Linked DNA regions of Mus musculus: region 1 is linked to region 2. The links are chromatin contacts, called in public promoter capture Hi-C maps. All regions are on one chromosome and are shown on one strand. Each heading gives the region's core, a stretch centred on a gene start, on an enhancer-like site or on the middle of the called end of the contact. The rest is flanking DNA. Distances are from core to core; before and after follow the strand shown. Region 1 has its middle 54 kb from the start of Szt2. Region 2 holds the start of Artn (artemin).

The links. Promoter capture Hi-C pulls out the DNA fragments that hold promoters and counts their contacts.
Region 1: a promoter capture Hi-C map of liver shows a contact between it and region 2. The contact joins the enhancer-like site here to the promoter of Artn in region 2. A contact is called at or near these places in 3 of 39 promoter capture datasets (embryonic stem cells and liver) and 3 of 115 datasets of contacts at active chromatin or transcription factors (bone marrow-derived macrophages and embryonic stem cells).

What each region holds. Positions count from the first base shown.
Region 1 is chr4:118,351,943-118,358,877 of GRCm38.p6, reverse strand. No RefSeq gene overlaps it. Among named protein-coding and RNA genes, the nearest start is that of Szt2, 54 kb to the left of the region's middle. Within about 2 kb of position 1,922, at least 11 of the 459 cell types and tissues checked have an H3K27ac peak or open chromatin away from gene starts, as enhancers often do. A contact at or near this core is called in liver, where this site is marked.
Region 2 is chr4:117,924,236-117,931,055 of GRCm38.p6, reverse strand. It overlaps Artn (artemin), which reads left to right and starts at 1,293. Exons shown (of 5, transcript NM_009711.4): 1 at 1,293-1,670; 2 at 1,804-2,037; 3 at 2,914-3,432; 4 at 3,757-3,895; 5 at 3,988-4,896. The coding sequence starts at 3,373. The coding sequence ends at 4,463.

The DNA of each region.
Region 1 (6,935 bases), core at 673-3,172, 430 kb before region 2:
GTGTCGCTATGCTGAATTCCACACCCCTTACCCCATAAAACCCCCTAGCTTTCGAGCCTCGTGGCCAACATCCGTTATCTCCTGTGTGGGATGCATGTCGGTCTGGAGCTCTGTAATTAAACGACCTCATGTAATTACATCGAGATGGTCCTTCGTGATTTTTTTGGGCGCACGCTGAATCGGGAATGGAGTGGGGGTTTCCCCACTAGGTCTATCAGTTGATCTCAGAAGAGTATAACGGAGTCTTTATAAGTAAAGGGCCCTGCTGACCCGGGCAGCTGCTCTATAGCTGGTTACTTATCTCACCTGTAAAGCCTCTTGTGTTTCTTGAAACAAATTTGAACAAATCTTTCATTTACAAAAACACAGATTTCAAAAATACATAGAATGTATTCCAAAAAAAGAAACAGGCTTAAATTCTTTTCTTTTTATGTGTGTGGGTGTCTTGCCTGCCTGTATGTCTGTGCACCACACTCGTGCAGTGCCAATGGGGCCAGAAGAGGGCATCGGATCTCCTGGATCTAGCTGCCCTATAGGTGCTGTGAACTGAGACTTGGGTTCTGTGGAAGAACAGGCAGTTCCAGTGGGGTTGTCTCCCGCACTCTTTAAATTCCTAATAGCAATGATATAGTGCTTTCTGAAAGGTATATTTATAAGGATCGTGTACACCTCTGATCCCAAATACTGAGGAGACTGAGACAGGGTCACTGTGGGTTTAAGGCCAGCCTGAGGAATGTAGGAAGACCTTGTCTGAGAAAAAGAAAGGAAGCTGGGTGATGGTGGCACAAGCCTTTAATCCCAGCACCTCCAAGGTAGACAGATATCTGTGATTCGAGGCCAGCCTGGTCTACAGAACTAGTTCTAGGACAGCCAAGGCTAAACAGAGGAACCCTCTTTCAGAAACCCAAACCAACCAAACAAGAAAAGAAAAGAAAAAGAAGTTTTATGAGGCTGAGCTCTACCCTCGAGTTTTAGCGCTCAGCCATTAACTAACTATTCACAGGTCATTGCTATCATAATGAAGCCAGTCTACTTGCTGAGCGCTGCAGATGCCCCCAGCCAGCTTCCACTGCTCTGCTCAGCTCCAGCTCAGGACATCCAGCTCAGGACCAGGCTCATCCCATCCTCAAGCCTCGAGCTTAGAGGTTCCACCCCTGCGGCTCAGCCTCAGACCCACCAGCTCACTGGTGCATCACCTGATTTCTTGCCCGTTTGCCGTTGAATTTTCTCTTGGACCTTTGGCTTGTTTGGCACATGTCTCTCGGCTAGAGTCCGATCAGGTTGTGGCCTCTTAACTAAGTTTAGCTTGTTAATCAATCAGCAGGTTTACAATCCAGAGTGACACCCAAGGGAAGACATCTTTATTAGCTCTTTGCTGTAAATCTCACTTGTACCAAGGTAATTGTAATTAAATCCTAGTCGCATCTCCACCTCCTGAGTTCTGAATCAGGAACTAAATGTTCTAACCCACAGTGAGCCACACCCTCTCCATATTCCTTTATGGCAGCAGAGAGAGTTTTATGAACTAGGTGGACATGACTCGCAATTCCTCTTGACTCCCTTATGGCTTTCAATAAAATATGGAGCACAGTGTCCATGAAAACAATTCTCCCCCCTTTTTCCATGCTAGGATTAGAACCCAGGTCCCTGTACATGGAACACGTGATTTTTCACCAAACTACACCCCAGCCTACAAAGTATTTTCTTCATTCATAACTTGATCATCTATAGTTTCTAGCACTTTCTGTCCCAGGCATCATACTAAATTATTATGCCAAGTTTTAACTTTTGCCCAGAGAATTTGCATAGGAGTAATGTTTCATTGTGGGATCAACAACCTGGATTAGCTAATGGATGAGAGCTAAAGTTCAAGGCAGAGTCCAGAGTCTCATCTGGTCATGTGATAGCATCCATCTGTGCAGTGTTGAAACCTTCTGCAGTCCTGTGTACAACACAAGTGAACCCTCAGTGAGATCCATCTGATACATTCCAGGTCGGCAAAAATGAAAGTCCATGGCAGATAGCCGATAGGATTTAGAACAACTGGCAAGCTTCCCCAATGCCAGTGCGAACGGAAATCACTCTAACCGCTTTGGAAAACAATTTGGCATGATCTCTAAAAGCTGATACGCCCTGGATCCAGCAGTTCCTCATTCAGGTGTATTCCCTGAAGAAACATTTGCACAAGTGTGGCAGGAATAAGCCTCGTGATATTCATAACCACATAGCTTACCCAGCAAAAGGCTAACATGGGCCAAACATCCACAGACACACACGGATGAGTGGTAGTACCATTACCGTGTCCCACAGAGAGGGAAAGGCAAAGCTGGTAGCTCAGGCTCAAAATTGAGTTTCCTCTCGTACTGGAGCAAGTAAAGTTTGGCTCAAAGTGAAAACATTAAGGTGATGGTATTTAAAAATCTCAGAAACATCATTTTGAGAGAAATATGTATGGCATGGCGTGCTTCCAGTTTTATTTTGTCAAAGATTTTTGTCTGATTTATATGCATGTGTCAGCAGGTAGGTGTGCACTTGAGTGTGGGTGCCTGTACTGTTAAGACTCGCTGGAACAGGACATGGATACTGGGAACGAATCTCTTCTGTGGTGGGATCCTGGGGTTGAACTTAGGTCCAGGCTTGTGCAGCAAGCCTCTTACCCACTAAGCCTTGTCACCAGCCCTGTTTCCACTTATACAAAGGCAGAGAAGCCACCACCACATGAGGAGATACAAACATCTCTGGGTTTTGTTTGGTTTCCGAGACAGGGTTTCTCTGTATAGCCCTGGCTATCCTGGAACTCACTCTGTAGACCAGGCTGGCCTCAAACTAAGAAATCTGCCTGCCTCTGCCTCCCAAGTGCTGGAATTAAAGACCTGTGCCACCACTTCCTGGCTAACATCTCTGTTTTTAAAAAATGTGAATAGCAATCACAAAGCATGATTGTGTCTGGAGGGGAGAGAAAAAGATGGTACTGGAGACCTGGGAAGTCACCGACATCCCTTCCCTTAAACTGGGTGGGGACAGCCATGTATGCTAATTATGTCTCGCTTCTTTATCGCTTACATATGTTTTGTAGGCACCAATTTTGTGTATCAGTTTCATATTTAATAAAAACAGAACTTTAAGACCTTCTGTGCGCATGCCTACCACCTGCTAGCATATTCTGTGCTAACATTTCATCATCTCAAAGCTTTGCTACAGACCCGGCTTCCTTGCACCGTTTGTATAGTTTGGGCTACAATTACTGTTTTTCAGATTGTTACTGCTCAGGATGGTGATCTGAAGACATGATAGGTGCCACAGTAATTGTCTTCTGACCAGGCTGGGCCAGTATAATATCTGTTATAGATGTTTCCTCCTTCTCCCTCTAAAAAAAGACACACACACACACACACACACACATACACACACACAGAGTACACAAGTGTGGAGACAGCCAGCCCAGGAGAGTAACACTAATGTCAGAGAGAAGAGACAAAGAAGAACAAAGTACTGCGTTTGTGTTGCAGAGGCTCTGTTAGGGAATCAACCAGGTTGCCTTTCTTGTTTCCTCTTAACTTTTTCCAAAAAAAAAAAAAAATCAAGATTTCCCAGAACTAACCTCCTGTTTACCCTCCCAGCCTCCAGCACTGTGTATACTTCAATAAATATCTGAGTCTATCAGTAAATTCATTGTTGTGTGTTGTCTGAATGAGAATGGCCCCTGTAGGTTCATATATCTGAGTACTTGGTCCCCAGTATGGTGGAGGTGTTTGGGAAGGATTAGGAGGTGTGGCCTTGTTGGAGGAGGTGGGGCCTTGTTGAAGGAGGTGTGGTCATCAAGACCAGCAAGGAGGAGGTGTGGCCTTGCTGGAGGAGGTGTGGCCTTGTTGGAGGACTTGTATCACTACAACCTGGCTTTGAGACTTCAAAAGTTTCAAGCCATTCCCAGTGTCTGTCTCTCTGACCCATTCTTGTGGATGAAGAAGTGAGCCTTCAGCTACTACTCCAGCGCCATGCCTGCCTGCCTGCCTATTGCAGTGTTTCTCACTATGATGGCCATGGGCTTTCCTCTGTAACTGAGTACCCCAAATAAACTCTTCCTTCTGTATGTAAAGACCTAACCTTAGGGCACCAGGATTTATATCATTTCAAGAATCTTTATAATTCAAACTACTAGCAGTAAATGGCTGGGTGGCCCCTACAGTGATGTAAAGATTCCAGTGCCTAACAGGGCATCTCTGTCTTTCAAAGTCATAGATTATGCCAGCGATTTTAGTTCACTCTCCTCATTAAGCTCTTTATTATCTTGTCCTGTACAAGAACATTTTCATCTCTCTTTTGCTTTCTTTATCTAAGCTGTTAGCTTCCTATCATTTGGTACAATATGCTCAAGCCAGAGCCTATCTATCACGTGTATATTTCCTCACTCAGCCATGTATTCCTTTACAGCTGCCTCCGTTTAGGAAGGTCCCATTCAATTGTCACTCTGCTGGTTTTTTTTTGTTTTTTTTTTGAGCCATTGAGCCTGCATTTCTAACTCCTCAGGATTTAACTTTCTGACTATTCTCAATTTTACCAGTAATAGTCCATATCACATAGACTCATGTCAGCTCGTAACAGCGTCAAAAAGGAATGGAAATCTTGGGTAAAATTTCTTTCATGGACTCCTATTGTATCCAAGCATTTACACAGGAATATCCATGATGCATCTACATTTGGGACCCTGTAACTAAAATGTCAGCACATTTAAACAGAATAATCTCTCACACACCATACATTGAATAATAGCATCATTATACAAAACAGAATTGAATCACTTTACAAAATTTGCACTTGCATAAGCAATTATCTATATTCTCGGAAGAATATTACAATATTTGCTATTCCACGTTACACGTGTTCCTCTTTCAAAGGGGTTCCTGTAGCTGGCCCTTTATCCTTGCTTTCTAATCTGTTACTGGGTGGCTGGATTGCATCCAGAAACCCTTATTTCCCTCTCTTGCATATGCATCCTTAATAGCAAACAAAGGCTCTTGGCAGCCTAATGGAATGTTAACTAATTGCGTGTCGTCATGCAAACTCTAAACTCAGCAGTAGCCCGCATGTACATATGGTTTAAAATATGATACCAGTAAAATGTTTTTAAGGTGGTTAGGGTTTTGGGGTTGGTTGGCTTTTTGAGACAGGGTTTCCCTGTGTAGCCTAAGCTGTTCCAGAACTCCCTCTGTAGACCAGGCAAGCCTTGAACTCAGAGATCCTTTGCCTCTGCCTCCTAAGTGCTGGGGTTGAAGGACCATGTGCTACCACGCCTGGCTTTGTTAGTCTTTTATTAAATTGTTTTAATTTTATGTTTATGGGTGTTTTGCCTGCATGTATGTCTGTATGCACCACTTGTATGCCTGGTGCCTTCGAAGACCAGAACAGGGTGTTAGATCCCCTGGAGGTTGAGTTGCAGGTAGATGGCTGAGAGCTGTCACACAAGTGCTGGGAAGCAAATCTGATCTTCTGAAAGAGCAGCCAGTTCTCTTCACCACTGAGCCACCTCTCCAGCCCCTCTACCTATATTTTGAGATAGAGTCTATCACCTGTATCTCATAGATTCCGCTGGTGGCTAACTAGTCTCAGGAGTCTTCTTGTTTCCATCTCCCCCACCCTGGGACTATAGATTCTCTCATTTTTATGTAGATGCTGGGAATCCAAACTCATTTTACTGACTGAGCCTTCACCTACCTCCTCTCAAAACTTTTGAAGTCAAGTCTTTGATTATTACTGGAGTTGAGTAACTACATCAATTCCACATTTTTTAGTCATTAATGGTTTCTCTTCATGGCTAGGGTGTAGAGTGCTTGCCAGCCTGTGTAAGACCCTGCATTGCTCCCCATGATCTGCTCAGTCTGCTATCTCCAATCCAGGGGTGGCCCCACCTACAACGGGCTGGGTCTTCCTGACACTGAGTAAATGCCCTATAGGCTTGCCTACAGCCCAATCTTTTGGAGGTACTTTTTTGTTTGTTTGCTTGTTTGTTTGTTTTGGTTTGTCGAGACAGGGTTTCTCTGTGTAGCCCTGGCTGACCTGGAACTCACTCTGTAGACCAGGCTGGCCTTGAACTCAGAAATCCACCTGCCTCTGCCTCCCAAGTGCTGGAATTAAAGGCATGCGCCACCACGCCCGGCTTGGGGGGACTGTCTTAACTGAGGCTCCTTTCTCTCCAGTGACTTTAGCTTATGTCAAGTTGACATAAAACTATCTGCATAGAATTCTTCCAAAATAAGTCTTTCCCCCTCCCCCAACCCTCCACCCTGTCCCCTCTCCTTGGTCTTCCCCTGGGCCTGAGACTGATTCAACTGGCTGCTGGTGACTTTAGCATATAGTTGCAAGGTAGAAGCTATGGCTCAATAGTTAAGAGTACTTGGTTGTTTTTGCAGAAGACCGAGGTTCATTCTCAGCACCCATATGGGAGATCCAACCATCCGAATCTCCAGGTCATGGAGTTCAAATGCTCTCTTCTGGCCTCCATGGGCACCAGACACACGTGGGGTACACATACATATATGTAGGCACAACACTCACACACATACTCTTTCAAAGAGTGTAGTTGCTCCACCCGGGTCTTTGCCTCAGTGAGAAACATGAATTCTGTGTTATTTCTTCACACCAAAGGTGTCACAGGGACAAGGCCTCTCAGGGATGACCTCGGAGTCCCATGTTAGTAAACACGCTTACCACCAGACCTATGCCATATTGTCCAGTATCAGTTCTGATGGTAATAAAAGCAATATTGGCATCTCCATCTGCCGTGGTCCTGTGTCTATCTCCTAATAGGATCTTACAGCAGTCAGAGCCCAAACAGAAAACAGATGGCATATTCAAATTAGGATCATTCCCAGAGTTTCATAATGGGACTATTTGTGAAGGTGTGGGCAGGAGGCAGGGGAGTAGACATGAGATCCTGT
Region 2 (6,820 bases), core at 44-2,543:
GATTGGGATGTGGCCCAGATGTGGGTAGATGTGGGTAGTTCTTTTCTTCCTTTCTTCCATTCTTTCTCCTCCTCCTCCTCCTCCTTCTCCTCCTCCCCCTCCCCCTCCCCCTCCTCCTCCTTCTCCTTTTAAGATTTATTATATATATATATGAGTACACCATTGCTCTCTTCAGATACACCAGAAGAGGGCATCAGATCCCATTACAGATGGTTGTGAGCCACCATGTGGTTGCTGGGAATTGAACTAAGGACCTTGGGGAGAGCAGTTCAGTGCTCTTACCCACTGAGCTGTCTCTCCAGCCCCATGGGTAGTTCTTCAAGGTCCACAGAGGTGCTGGTACATGATCAGGGCACATCGGGTCCATGCACTGGGTACCCTTCCCCACTCTCAGCATCTGTTTTTGCACGTATTGGTTGGCAAATACCAAGTTGTCATCATTAGCCCAACTGCCTTCACTTTACTCCCGGCTACAAATTTAGCTGCTTCTGGGGCATTTCTAGCAGGAGAGTCCACAGACCCTTCTAATTCAGCATGTCCAACACTGGTTTCACATGTCCCCCTCCCCCAACCGCCAACCCCACATCTGACCCTCTCCTAGGGAAAGCCAGTTCCTAGAATTTTACCACCTCACTTTGTCCAATCAGGCAAAAAGGAATGTAGGGGATTGGGTCCTGGAACCCCCAACTCCCCACAACCCTGCTCAGGGTTTATCTTATTGTCCCCAGCAGCCTGCATCCCTCTTCTGTCTTGCTTGTCTCAAAACCACACTCTCTCCAGTGCAGGCATTCAACGAAAATGACCACACTCAGACTAGGTCAGTAGTTTCCAGCATCTTCGTGATGAACTCCAGACTAGTTGGTAGAACAATTCTGATCATGGCCATCAACCAACCTCCAGACACCTGCCAAATTGCCTCATCGCATCTCAGACTCCAGTTCAATACTCTGAGGTCCTCTGATTCTTCATCCCTGGTCGCACCCACCCCCCACCCCCAACACACACACAATCATTCACTGCCTTCACTGGATGTGCGCGAGTCCCTCTGAGGCCCCGACCCTAAAACTGAGCAAACAGGGTATCCTTGGACCGTGGGAGCCCAACGCAGAGCCCTGTCGCTCCGAGGCAGCTGAACCTTCTGAGGGTCCCGGAGTCACCACTTGAGGATACAGAGTAGCTAGCCAGAACCCCCATGTCTGCGCAGCCCAAGTTGGAACTCTCCTTCAGGCTGCCCCTCCTTCGCCGCCCTCCCTCGCGCTCTCCCGCCCTCGGCCAGGCCTCCCAGTTCCCTACTTTGCTTGACTACCAACTTCGAATTCCCAGTTTCAGCGTCTCGCTGCAGCCCGCGATCTCTACTCTGCCTCCTGGGGTCTTCTCCAAATGTCTAGCCCCCACCTAGAGGGACCTAGCCTAGCCAGCGGGGACCGGATCCGGAGGGTGGAGCGGCCAGGTGAGCCCTGAAAGGTGGGGCGGGGCGGGGGCGCTCTGGGCCCCACCCCGGGATCTGGTGACGCCGGGGCTGGAATTTGACACCGGACGGCGGCGGGCAGGAGGCTGCTGAGGGATGGAGTTGGGCTCGGCCCCCAGATGCGGCCCGCGGGCTCTGCCAGCAACAAGTCCCTCGGGCCCCAGCCCTCGCTGCGACTGGGGCTTGGAGCCCTGCACCCAAGGTAAGCCAGCCTTCTTGCCCATCCCCTTGATGGACGCTCAAAGGGCAGGAGAAAGGGCAGAAAGGTCTTCCTCCCCACTTTTCTCTCAGCCTCTCTCTTCTGGGCCCTCAGCGCAGCTCTTTGCCCCTCCCAGCCCCTCCAGTTCTTGTCGCTAGCTTCTTGGACTGTGTTAACCCTCCTGGCTGGCTGTAATGTGAGGCTCCCGCTGCCGCCACAGGGCACAGACCGGCTGCCAAGGCCCCACTTTTAACTAAAAGAGGCGCTGCCAGGTGCACAACTCTGGGCATGATCCACTTGAGCTTCGGGGGAAAGCCCAGCACTGGTCCCAGGAGAGGCGCCTAGAAGGACACGGACCAGGACCCCTTTGGTGAGTATAGGGCTGGTGGATAGGGGTGGCAAGGGCTGGAGGACCAAATATCCCAAATGGTAAGAAAGGAGAAATTGGTCAGAGCTGTCCTCGAGGGACTTGCTCCTAGGCTCCCCCTAGCGCAGATATCCCAGGGCTGCCTTGTCTGACTTTCCCTCCATCTGAGAGAATAGTAGCCAGTCTGGTCTCTAGGGATTTTAATCTAGTTAGCCAACGGGCACACGCCTAGCTCTGGAGGAACTAGATAAAGGCCTGGGAGGTGTGTGTCTTATCCTGGAGTCATCATATGTCGCTCCCCCTCTCCATGTATTCTGTGTGCCAGCAAAAGGATGGAGGGTTACATCTGGGACCCAAGAAGAGACTAACTAATGAGAATTCTTAAAAGTTCTAGGGGTCCAAGAGCAGTGGTTCACAAAGACTGGAGGTGCGGGCTGGGGTCAGGAAGGATGGTTTATGGGGGAAACTCCTAGGAGCAAGGCTAGGGGGCCAGATCCACAGGAGGCAGATGGTCCAGGCTTGGGCCGGATCTCGGAGTGGTTCAGCCCTCTGAGACCAGGTTGGTGTGAAGGACTAGCTGGTCCTTCTGGCAATGGCTCAGACCTAAATGTGCAGAGCGTGTGCAAAAGCCCCCTCCCCTTAAATCCGCAGGCTTGACAAGCTCTGCCCCCTGGTGGCCACAGGAAGCCATGGTCCAGGCCCTGTGTTTTCAGAAGGACCATCGCTTCCCCAGATAATAGGCAAGCTCTTGGGAGACATCTGTGGGCATAAGAGAGAATTCAGGTGACACTGGGTCCAGAAAGAAGATTGCAAGTCATCAGATAATCCAAGTGACCAACTGACACTCAAATTCTTCAGGGCTCTGCTTCCTCCCCCAAGGTATGGAGTGAACGCTGAGCATGGAGTGGAAGGAACTCAAGTTACTACTTTCTCCAACCACCCTGGTACCTTCAGCCCTGAAGTACAGAGCAGAAGGGTCTTAGAAGACAGGACCACAGCTGTGTGAGTCTCCCCCCTGAGGCCTTAGACGATCTCTGAGCTCAGCTGAGCTTTGTTTGCCCATCTGGAGAAGTGAGCCATTGATTGACCTTGTGGCATCGCGAAGGAACAGGTCCTGCCAAGCACCTAACACAGAGAGCAAGGTTCTCCATCGCAGCTACCGCTGCTGAGTTGACTCTAGCTACTCCAACCTCCTGGGTCGCTTCGAGAGACTGGAGTGGAAGGAGGAATACCCCAAAGGATAACTAACTCATCTTTCAGTTTGCAAGCTGCCGCAGGAAGAGGGTGGGGAAACGGGTCCACGAAGGCTTCTGATGGGAGCTTCTGGAGCCGAAAGCTATGGAACTGGGACTTGCAGAGCCTACTGCATTGTCCCACTGCCTCCGGCCTAGGTGGCAGGTGAGTCGCTGGCTTTCCTTGGAAAAAAAGAGAGTAGGACATAGCTTAGGGCCGCAGGGATCAGATATGAAAGGGGAAATGCCAAGAGGGAGGGGCCGTAATTGGAGGAAAGGAACGGGATTTCTCCTGATGGTCCGTGCCCTCAGGTAATTCCTCCCCTGGGCTCCTGGGAGCAGCAAATGCCTATTAAATCTAAGCCCTTCCTTACACTCTGCCACCCAGCTAGGAGCCCGACTAGACTGGTCTCTGATCTGGGCAAGACAAGACCCCCTCCCGACCCCCAAAGTGTCCTGTTCCTCCCTAAGTCTCCTTTTCTCTGTGCAGTCAGCCTGGTGGCCAACCCTAGCTGTTCTAGCCCTGCTGAGCTGCGTCACAGAAGCTTCCCTGGACCCAATGTCCCGCAGCCCCGCCGCTCGCGACGGTCCCTCACCGGTCTTGGCGCCCCCCACGGACCACCTGCCTGGTAGGTGAGAGCGCGACAGGGCGGGGCAAGGGCGAGGCTAGCTCTAGACACCCCCCACCCACACCTCCGAAAGTGACTAAGCCTCATTCCAGGGGGACACACTGCGCATTTGTGCAGCGAAAGAACCCTGCGACCCCCGCCTCAGTCTCCTCAGCCCGCACCCCCGCCGCCTGGTCCCGCGCTCCAGTCTCCTCCCGCTGCGCTCCGCGGGGCACGCGCGGCGCGTGCAGGAACCCGGAGCAGCCGCGCACGGACCACAGATGCGCGCGGCTGCCGCCTGCGCTCGCAGCTGGTGCCGGTGAGTGCGCTCGGCCTAGGCCACAGCTCCGACGAGCTGATACGTTTCCGCTTCTGCAGCGGCTCGTGCCGCCGAGCACGCTCCCAGCACGATCTCAGTCTGGCCAGCCTACTGGGCGCTGGGGCCCTACGGTCGCCTCCCGGGTCCCGGCCGATCAGCCAGCCCTGCTGCCGGCCCACTCGCTATGAGGCCGTCTCCTTCATGGACGTGAACAGCACCTGGAGGACCGTGGACCACCTCTCCGCCACTGCCTGCGGCTGTCTGGGCTGAGGATGATCTATCTCCAAGCCTTTGCACACTAGACCCATGTGTTGCCCTACCTGGAACAGCTCCACCGGGCCTCACTAACCAGGAGCCTCAACTCAGCAGGATATGGAGGCTGCAGAGCTCAGGCCCCAGGCCGGTGAGTGACAGACGTCGTCGGCATGACAGACAGAGTGAAAGATGTCGGAACCACTGACCAACAGTCCCAAGTTGTTCATGGATCACAGCTCTACAGACAGGAGAAACCTCAGCTAAAGAGAACTCCTCTGGGAGAATCCAGAAATGGCCCTCTGTCCTGGGGAATGAATTTTGAAGAGATATATATACATATATACATTGTAGTCGCGTTGCTGGACCAGCCTGTGCTGAAACCAGTCCCGTGTTCACTTGTGGAAGCCGAAGCCCTATTTATTATTTCTAAATTATTTATTTACTTTGCTGGTTTGTCAGATCCTTTCCTGGACATGGGGGATGGTAGAAGAAGCTAGATGAAGATGTGCCCCACCCCACCCCCCCATCCACATTTTACACTTGACTCAGTAGTGCTACCTGGATCGCCTACTTCTTGCCCCGCAGGTGTCTCTGAGATGGATGGGAGGCACACATAGGTGACAAAGATGCACAATCCACAGTACTTGGGGCCTGGGGTACCTATGGGAAATAAACAATATAGTTTTCTATGGAGAAAGGTCACACTGTGACCACTGGCAACTTGGGACCCCTGCTTAGTGGGTAAACACACAGAAAAGCCTGTTTTGTCCCTTTGTCCCGCTCCATCTATGTCAGTGTCTCACCATGCAAGGACCTACCTTGAGGACTACACAGGCTGCTTTGCTTACAAGTCAACCCCTGAAGCAACCCAGGGCAAGAGAATATCTGAAGAAGGGCTGAGGATGGGAGAGGGGCCAGGGTAGGGGTGGGGAGGGTGCTGGTTCACAGGAAGGAAGTTTCGTGAGGACAGGAGCACAGGCAAGCGCTGAGGGTCTCAACCAAGCGTGGATTTTGGGTGATGAACAAGCATAACCGTTTATTCACCCAGCAAACAGTGGCAATGAGCTGTCAGCTACCGTTTAGACACTAAAGATGCAGAGGTGAGGCTGGGGATGTAGCTCAGTCGGTAGGACTCCTGCCTAGCCTGCCCAAAGCCCTTGGTTTGGTTCCCAGCACCACATAAACAGAGTATAGTGGCACATACCCAGAATACCAGCGCTCAAGAGAGAAGCAGAAGGATCAGAAATTCAAGGGCATCCTTAGCTACATATCGAATCTTAGGCTAGCCTGAGCTACATGACAGTCTGTCTCAAGGAAAGAAGATATAGAAGTAAAAGGAACATAATCTCTGTCTTTAAGCTTGAACCAGGACAGACAATAAACAAGTAATGATATGGGTAGTCACTGCAGTTGATGTGGTGGCTGACGGGATGAAAGGCAGCTGGAAGCTAAGAGGAACACACTTTCTCCTGGCAAGGAAGTCGGTGTTGCCCCTGGCTTCTCCCCAAAAGGCCAATCAGTCATCTGAGCTTGTCTGTGTGGCCCTTGACATGGTCAGTGTCTCAGATGAGGCGTGATGTCACACTGTCATCCAGCACTCGGGGTTTGGAGGCAGGAGGATCAGTTCAAGACCATCCTTACACAGCAAGTTCCAGTCCAGCGTGGGCTCCATGACACCCGTCTGAAAATGGAAGGGAGGAAGGAAGGGAGGGAGGGAGGGAGGGAGGGAGGGAGGGAGGGAGGGAGGGAGGGAGGGAGAGAGGCAGGCAGGCTGTCTTCCTGGTCCTATGCATTTACATTGATTTTTCTTCTTTAAAACAAGACAGGACACTTTTTATTTGTAGTTTTGTGTGAGGTCAACGCCCTGTCTTCCTTCCTCAGTTGCCTTCTGCCTAGGTCCTCTCTTTGAACCTAATGCTGGCCACTTTGTCTAGGCTGGCTGGCCAGAAACCCCAGGGATCCTCTTATTTCTACCTCCCCAGCTCTGGAATTACAAACATGTAAATTTTTTATTGCAGTTTCATCTTGTTTATCTTATTTTCTGTGCTAGGGTAGGCAGACATGCCCCAGCACACATTTAGAAGTCAGGAAACAAACTCATGGACGTCAGCTCCCTCCCTCCACCATGGGGTCACAGTGGATCAAACTAAGGTCATTCTGCTTGGTGTCAGGTACCTTTATCCAAGGAGCCATCTCGCTTGAGCCTCAACATTGGACTTTTATGAGGGTGAAGACGATCACATTCAGATCCTCACTTCTCATGCACTTTCTTATACGCACTTTATTGACTGACTAGTTCTGGGGCCTCCGAGATAGATAGGCACATTTGGGAAGGATGTGGTCTCCCAGAGACCAAGGTCATTGGGAGGGGT